Linked DNA regions of Sus scrofa: region 2 is linked to region 1. Evidence: chromatin contacts called from public targeted proximity ligation data. All regions are on one chromosome and are shown on one strand. The core of a region is the stretch at or near the end of the contact, and the rest is flanking DNA. Distances in the headings are between cores, read along the strand shown. Region 1 overlaps VIT (vitrin). Region 2 has its middle 30 kb from the start of FEZ2.

Region 1 (4,155 bases), core at 248-2,747:
CTAGCCTGTCTCCTTAGGTCACATTTCCTGTTTTCATAGCCTTGGTTCTGAACTTCAGCTCATCACCTTCCAATTCTAAATTTCTGGCTTGGCTGTTCCTTCTGAATGTCAGACCTGGGCAGTCAACTCTCTGCTAGACCGGACGTCTTCCCCACTCTCTCGGCTCCAAGCTGCTCTTTCCAGGGGTCTTCATCCAGCAGCATTTACCCTAGTTGTTCAAACCATCTCAAACTGCTTCCTCTCTCTCTCTCTCTCTTTTTTTTTTTTTAGGGCCACACCGATGGCACATGGAGGTTTCCAGGTAGGGGTCGAATCGGGGCTGTAGCTGCTGACCTACACCACAGCAAGCAACGTGGGATCCAAGCCGTGTCTGTGACCTACACCACAGCTCACGGCAATGCCAGATCCTTAACCCACTGAGCGAGGCCAGAGATTGAACCCGCAACCTCATGGTTCCTAGTTGGATTCATTTCTGCGGCACCATGATGGGAACTCCAAACTGCTCCCTCTCCTGCACCTCCACCTCTACCCCTCTAGATTCTTCCTTTCTAGCCCTTGAATGTGCTTTTCTCTCCCCATTTATGCTTCCTACTCTGAGCTCTGTCTACCATCATGTCCACTGTCCACCGTTCTTGCTGTCCAGCCAGTCTCCTCCTTTCCCTGCTTCTCTTTTCCCCAACTCCACCCTACCCTGTTGCCATAGTGACGTTTTAACCATCTGATCCTCTCCCCCTCTTGCACATGGAGAGTTTAAATCCTTCAAAAGCTTCCCTTTCCCCCTTAGAACAAAGTGACAGAAGAGAGGAGATAAATAGATCCAGGGTAGGAGAGAGATGGGGTCGGGTGGGCGTGAGTGGGTAGAGGGAGAGAGAGCAGATCAGATGTCAAAGCCATCACTCTGGATTTCTCTTGTCAGTTAACTTACTTGGATCTCCCTGGGATACTGGCTCCAAAGACTGTGTGCTTAATTCTTCTTTTGGAACAAATCCTGGAAAGAGCAGTAAAACTTTTGGTGACTTACAAGAACAGGAAGCATCTGGCCTCACCCCAGGGATGGGGACAAAAATGAATATTCACACTCAGCTTAGGGGGCTTGGCTTCCTGCTCGCTGTGCTCCTCTCCACTCCGCCCCCGCTTAAGAGATAAAAATGAATGAATATTTGCAGACAGCGGGTGCTTACAGTCCTGTGAAGTCAGGCTTGAGATCTGTCCCCTCATGCCCATTCACTTGTTTTATCTGAGCCTAGTTTCCTTATCTGAGAGCATTAAGCACTTTGCAAGTGTAAATTATCCCTCTGTAAAATTCTGAGAATCTCAGGGCAGGGCATGTGTCTCATCACATAAACGTTTCTTGTCCCCACATGGGAGTCCTCAGTCAACATTCAGTGACTGAGTTGATGGATCAAGATGAGTGAGAGTGGGGACCGTCTGATGGGGGCTGGGAGTAGACTGGAGGGGATGAGATGAGATACAAGCACGTCACACACCAGAGGGTCTAAAATCCAGCCCTTGGCCTCTAGTGGTCTGAGAGCAGAGTACAGATGCCAAAGGCTTTCAAGAGGCTGTGTGTGTGTGAGTTGAATTTCAGCCTCAGGGGTTTTCTTTAGAACTGTTTACCTGGGAGCCAAGTACACAGATAAATCACATAGGAAGCAAAGACAATAGGAGTCTTTCTAGGTAAAGCCAATGAGTGAAACTTGCAGCACTGCAAGTGAGTCCCCGCCCCACCCCGTTTCCGGGATGCTGGGCAGCGCCCCGAGAGTCTCCCCCAGTGGAGGAAGGTGCTGGGGGCTCTGGTCCTTTCTGGCTGCGGTCCATGGGCTTTTTCCTAGCTTGTTAGTTTTTCCGATTTGCAAAGCACATGATTTCATCTTCCCATTAAAGGTCACTTTGCTCCTCCCACTTCCTCACATCATTTAAAAGATTCGCTCATGGCATTTCTCAGCCAGGAACCCCGGGAGGGGAAGAAGTACATGCGCAAGGCCTCTCCTCTACCTCCCCCCACCCACCCACCAGCAAAATCTGCCCTCGGACCAAGAGTTGGAAGGCCGCACTTGCTGTTGGAGTTTAAAAAACACTCAATGCAGCAAACAGGGAACACTGGTTTCCATGAAGGGAAAACCTGAGTCCTATTTGCAAAGAAGGAAGAAGAAAGAGAAGGAAGTCAAGTGTGCTCCAGATGGAGTGAGGGTCTAACCCACTTTGAGGACCTGGAACTCACTCCCTTCCACCTTTCTATCTTCACACTTCCTTCCTCCTTTGTGAGCCATCATTGTCCCTTACCTCAGGCCTCACCGCGGGCGTTTCAGTGGGCCCTTCGCGTGGTCACCAGACCCTAACGTCCCAGGTGACCCTGTTGGAAAGGCTTCTCTAGCCGAGCTTGGGCTCTATGCCACTAGCTGAAATCCTGTGAATCTTGATCTAGCCACGGCCAGGAAGTTGGGCTGCATAATTACCTGCATCTAGAAGGACTGATCCAGGTTTCCATAAGTCAGGTTCCTCCCCTGATTTTCAAAATTAAAAAGAAATAAACTCGTTACTTCGATGAAACCAGCAGAAGCTCTCATGTGAACTGCTAGGATGATAAGGGTGTTCTAATTGTGGCTGACAGTTCAGTAAAGGAGCATGAGACCAGACTTTGGGATGAAACAACCTGAAATCTTTGGGATTTTCTCATTCAAATTTCTTAAAACTGAAGACAAAACATCTTTAACTTTTTTCTTCCCTTCATTATGCCCTGAGAATGATGGGATAATGGGAATCCTAATATTTAAGGGGAATTGAAACCTCATGCAATCTGAACCAACAGCCTAGCTTGTTTCTATAAGAGTCCTACAAGTGAGTGGCTGGCTAGTACTTGAATACCTCCAGAGCCAAGGGACTCACTACACCTCCTACATTCCCAACAAAAACAGTGCATTTATTCTTGGACTGTTTAGACTGTGAGAAAACTTTTCACTGTATTGATCTGAATCTTTATCCATCCAACCTTCCTTCCTCCCTGCTTCCCTTCCTTCTTCCTTCCTTCCATCCATCCATCACACTTCATAAGCACCCAGGGAGTTCCCATCGTGGGTCAGCGAAACGAATATAACCAGTATCCATGAGGATGCAGGTATGATCCCTGGCCTCACTCAGTGGGTTAAGGATCCAGCATTGCCGTGGGCTGTGGTGTAGGTCACAGACACAGCTTGGATCCTGTGTTGCTGTGGCTGTGATGTAGGCCAGCAGCTGCAGCTCTGATTCAGCCCCTAGCCTGGGAACTTCATATGCCAAGGATGTGGCTCTAAAAAGACAAAAACAAAATGAAACAAAAATAAGTGCCCAGAATATGCCCAGTATCATTCTGGGTACATTTATTTCACCCATCTGTTTGTGTTTCTTTCCTTAGAAAGCACATAGAACAAATCTGACCTCTTCAGAGGGAGCAGACAGTCCACTTGTTTCCTGAGGCTCTGCTTCTCACTGTGTGTCTCAAGCAGGCTAGAATAGGGTGGCACCTGGCATCCTATTTATTTAATGCCCCCTACCCCAAATGGCGCTGGTGAAATAGAGGGAGTGGTGGAAAGGGGAAATTCTTATCAATAGTCCCTGATCTCCTTGGGGGGATTCTGTCTGGAGGGGCTCAGAGGCAGCACAGACATGTTAGGGAGCCTCATAAAGACACCAAAGTGGCTGTTTTTCTCCCCCGCCCCTTCGCCTTTACCTCACAAGGCCAAGAGCATAACCAACTGTTTGCATTTCTTCAAGGCCAGCAGCTTTCCTGCATGCTTCAATGATTAACACACTCAAAAGTGATATTTTTCTTTGCATGATGAAAAGATAACAGGCTATTTCAAAATGCAGTCTGTGCTCTTGCACTTTCTAGTTTAACGGTGAGAACTGAGTTCAGTTTGGCTCAGCCATTAACCAGGGGCAGGACCTTGAGCAAGTCACGTGCTCTCCTTGAATCCTAATTTCTTTTTGAGTAACATCAGCAGTTTGGGTGGCGATGGTCTCTAAGTTCAGAATATTTACGATTTATGTATTTAAACATTCAGCTTCTTCAGCCTCGTAACTCTGTCTCCACCTACTGGTAAAAATGTGCACTGTGCCCTTTTTCCTAAAACAAACAAACACACAAACAAACAAACAAACACACAAAAAAACCATGCT
Region 2 (4,414 bases), core at 226-2,725, 120 kb after region 1:
TGGACTTTGGCCATCTCTGTCTTTGAGCTATTATGAATAATGCTGCTATGAACATTCTTATACTTCTCTGATAGTGGACATGCGTACTCGCTTAAGTTGACTCTGTATCTAGGGGTGGAACACTGAATCAGAGGGTCTCTGTATGCTGACTACTTTTTGCACCAGACAGTGCTTTTTATTACTGGATACAGAACAGATTAGTGGCCAGAGAGATAATAGCATTTGAAGATCATATGCAAAGAATTTGATAGAATATTTAATTGAGCTACTTGGAATTGTTTGGTTTTTATTTTTCTTTTTATAAAAGACAGTGAGGAACCACAGTGAAATATCGCTTTAGACCTGTTAGGATGGCCACTATCAAAAAACCCAGAAAGTAACAAGTATTGGCAAGGATGTGGAGAAGTTGGAACCTTTGTGTACTGCTGGTAGGAATGTAAAATGGTGTAACTTCCATAGAAAACACTGTGTAGATTCTTCCAAAAATTAAAAATGGGACTACCATATGATCCAGCAATCCCACTTCTGGACATATACCCTAAAGTACTGAAAGTATGATTTCAAAGAGATATTTACATACTCATGTTAATTGCAGCATTATTTATAATAGCCAAGAGGTGAAAGCAACCAAAAATGTTCTTGAACAGATACAATGAATCAAGAAAATGTTGTGTATACATATGATGAAATATTATTCAGCCCTAAAAAAGGACATCCTGTCAAAAGCTACAACCTGGAGGACATTATGCTAAATGAAATAAATCAGTCACAAAAGGACAAAGCATGCTTCTACTTTACATGAGGTACTTAGACATAGTCAAAATCACAGAGACAGAAAGTAGAATGGTGGTTGGCAGAGGCTGACAGGGGTGGGAGTTGGGGGTGGGGGAAGTCAAATTGTTCTCGAATGGATATAGGGTCTCAGTTTTGCAATACGACTAATTTGCAAAACAATGTGCATTTAGTTTACACTACTGCACCATACATTTAAAATGGTTAAGATGGTAAAAAAAAAAGATACTATTTTTTAAAAAAACATTATAGCTTTGATTGAAAAATATTCCTCTCTGGTTTCAGGCAAACATGGCTTAAGGAAATACAAAGTGAATTGATCTTTATTAGATTTACATGTTTTATAAGCTTTTGTAGAACGTAAATGTATTTGCTCACATAGGCTTCTCTGCTCCTTTGTTACTTTGGTTTGAGGGAAAATAAGATCCTTGAAATTGAATAAAATTATATATATAATTTTGAAAAGGCAGTGAGGAGTGATTGCTGGTTTATAGAGATTAAGAATTTATAAGTACAAGACACTAGCTCTCTAGCTCTCTGATTAAATGAATCTATTTTTGTATTTCTGGTCTTTGCATGAAACAAAAACCTCTGAAGTTACAGTGACTCATAAATAACTGTAGTGGAGCATTAAGTCCATGACCTAGCTGGTTGTAGGTGTCAGTAGATGTGATGGAGTGTAAGGACCTCTTGACAACAGCTGTGCTGGGGCTAAAGGCCCTGCCCCGCAGAACATAATGCTATCCTGTGGGTGGGAATCGCTGCTTGCAACCAGAACTTTAGGAGCAAAGCCGAGGCTTTATCGAGATCACACCTTTCCCCAAACAGTCATGAATGTAGATAAGCCAGAGGGCATTGCAGGCACGCAATTGTTGATGAAGGGCAGGCTTTCCAGCCAAGGATATTATTGGCCCTTAGTTGTTCTAACCTCAGCTTCCTAAGTTGACCTTGGGTGAAAATAGAATGGGTTATTCAGATGCTCAGAAGAGTCACTATTTACTGCTATGGAATTTGTGAATTCATTTTTACCACTATCCGGGCATGAACTTTTGGGTTAGTCTTGGGCAGTCTTTGACCTTGGGCCACATGCTGCCTGCCCTACCCTTGCCGTAGGCTCCAGGATCTAATTTCAGTGTCAAGGACTGGAATGCTGCCTCCATTTTGCTGCCTCCTAAATAGACCCAGATAACACACCATAATGGCTAAAATAAGAAGGCTTATTTTTCTCATGGGTGCTCTAGTTTTCAATACAGCAGATAATCGGAACTGTAATATTATAATTTTCCATGCAACTAAATACTATTTTTATTTAGAATGAAAAAATAGTGTAAGCATTTTAAATTAGTTTCACTGAATTTAATATTTTTTGTTTTTCTTTCTTTTCCTTTTCTGTCTGTCTGTCTTTCTTTCTTTCTTTCTTTCTTTCCTTCTTTCTCTCTTTCTCTCTCTTTCTCTCTTTCATCTTTCTTTTCTTTCCCCCTCTCTTTAGCTACCAATGATTCCATGTCTAGAGCTGGAACTCTAGAATCAGACAATCCCAGCTGGGCTCTCACTAGCTGTGTGACTCTGGGAAACCTCTTACCCCTTCAATGCATTGTTTCTCCTCTTATAAAGCAAAGATAAAAGTATATCTCTCAGCGTGGCTGTGATGATCTCGTGAGATGTTTTGTGCCTGACCTGTAGTAAGTACTTGATAAATGTTAGCTACTATATATTACTAATATGCTAGGGTTGTGTAAGTAACAACAAAAACAGTTAACGTAAGAAAAAAAAGGAAAAACTCCTAAAGCAACCAAAAAGCTAAAGATGGTAATAGAACTATTGGAAGGGAACTTGAAACTTTGCAAATTAAATACTTTGGAAAGAAGAAAAAAGTAGGAAAATATATAATTTGAGTCAATGAAGCAACAAGGATAAGATTGTTACATTAAATGAACAAAAATTAGTTCAGGCCATAAGCCACAACAAGGGAATTTTCCCATCATGAGCAGTATTTGTGCTGGTAAGGCTGGTTGAGGAGATTACGTTTCTTTGTAGTGTATCAGAGATCAGAAAAGTTTTGAGCTTACAAATCACTTGGCCCAACACAGTCATTTTACAGGTGAAGAGACTGGGATTCTAAGAGATTAAGCACCTTGCCTTCGGTTACACATTTCCTGATGGCAGAGCTGGACTGCAACACAGGGGCCCTGGTTGGAACCCAGAGACCATTCTATAGAGCACACAGCTTTCAGAATATGACAAGATTGAAAAGCCCAGAGAACTTTCATGCTGGAGTAAGAATAACTTTGCATTCACATCAAGAATCATTTTTCACACCTAGAATTCAAAGCATCATTATCTCAGTTTTACAAATGGGAAAAAGTAGGAATGAAGAGAGGCTCTTGGTTGACTGGCTTCATTGCCCAGCTTCAGGCTCCATAAATACACCCCTCATGCCCATGCAGGCTGGTATGTCAGCCTGCTGCCGGAACCGTCCCTGGTCCCAGGACACCTCAGTGTTCCTTCATCATGTCCTCTCTCTGCTAAATGTAAGATGCCTAAAGGAGGAGTATATGTATTTTTGCTGCTGTTCATAAACAAATCCCTTACTTCTTGAACAAGTGCTTGGCATTTATTTGACTATCAATGGCTACTTGTTAAATGAATGAACAAAAAAAAATTGATTCTTTGGATTGCTCCATCTAGTCATTTGGACTAGCGAATGTATCTGGGCTCTGATTTTAATTTTTTTTTTTTTTTTTTTTTTTTTGTGATGGAAGTTCCTAGGCTAGGGGTCGAGTTGGAGCTGCAGCTGGGGCCTATACCACAGCCATGCCAATCTGAGCCACATCTGCAACCTATGCTGCAGCTTGTGGCAACACTGGATCCTTAACCCACTGAACAAGGCCAGGGTTTGAACTTGCATCATCACAGTCACCATGTCAGGTTCTTAACCTGCTGGGAACTCATGGGCTCTGATTTTGAGACCTCTACTAGATGTTGGCTGGTGTCGGGCTCTGCAATCTTGGGTAGAAGGAGCCTAGCTTTGGACTGCACCCTGCATTCCAGGATACAACCTGCTAAGCACAGTCTTTGTTCTGCCTAAGACTGACAAGAAAGTGATAAGACTCTAAAATATTGGACTTCTGTATTTCAGAAATATAAATAGGAAGCCTCCAAACCCTGTGTATTGTATTGTGAGAAATCTATTGATGCTTCATGAATGAGGTCCATGCAGTAGCTCCTTTGGGAGAAAGAATAGACCCAAATGCCCATTTATATAAATACGGTGACTCCAAGCACGGCCTCGCTCCAGTGGGTTCATCCAATCCACCGTTATTGAGGTTAACTCACTTCACACTCAATGTGTGTTGTTTCCTTTAGGCTGAACTTGTCCTTGATGTTCATCTGAAGCTTACCTCACCAGCATAAACAGACCACTTCATCATTGCTGCCGCAAAGAGTTGGATAACGAAACATCCCTAGGCTTTTGCTTCATTTCTTTAAGCAAAACAGTTTCAGCCTTCCTGGTGAAGCAGACCTTCAGTCAGTAGCCTATGCTTTGAACAGAAAGCCTTCCCAAAGGCTGCCTTAAACAGAACTGCCATCTCCGACTGCCAGATGTTGTCTGTAGGGTTTT

The links.
Region 2: a contact with region 1 is called in a targeted proximity ligation map of skeletal muscle, with 3 times the contacts expected there. A contact is called at or near these places in 8 of 47 Hi-C or Micro-C datasets (alveolar macrophages, fetal heart ventricle, fibroblasts and 5 more) and 1 of 2 datasets of targeted methods (skeletal muscle).

The regions. Positions count from the first base shown.
Region 1 is chr3:103,411,689-103,415,843 of Sscrofa11.1, forward strand. It overlaps VIT (vitrin), which reads right to left. Exons shown (of 13, transcript XM_021087635.1): 7 at 2,457-2,504; 8 at 926-988. Among named protein-coding and RNA genes, the nearest start is that of VIT, 79 kb to the right of the region's middle.
Region 2 is chr3:103,534,041-103,538,454 of Sscrofa11.1, forward strand. No RefSeq gene overlaps it. Among named protein-coding and RNA genes, the nearest start is that of FEZ2, 30 kb to the right of the region's middle.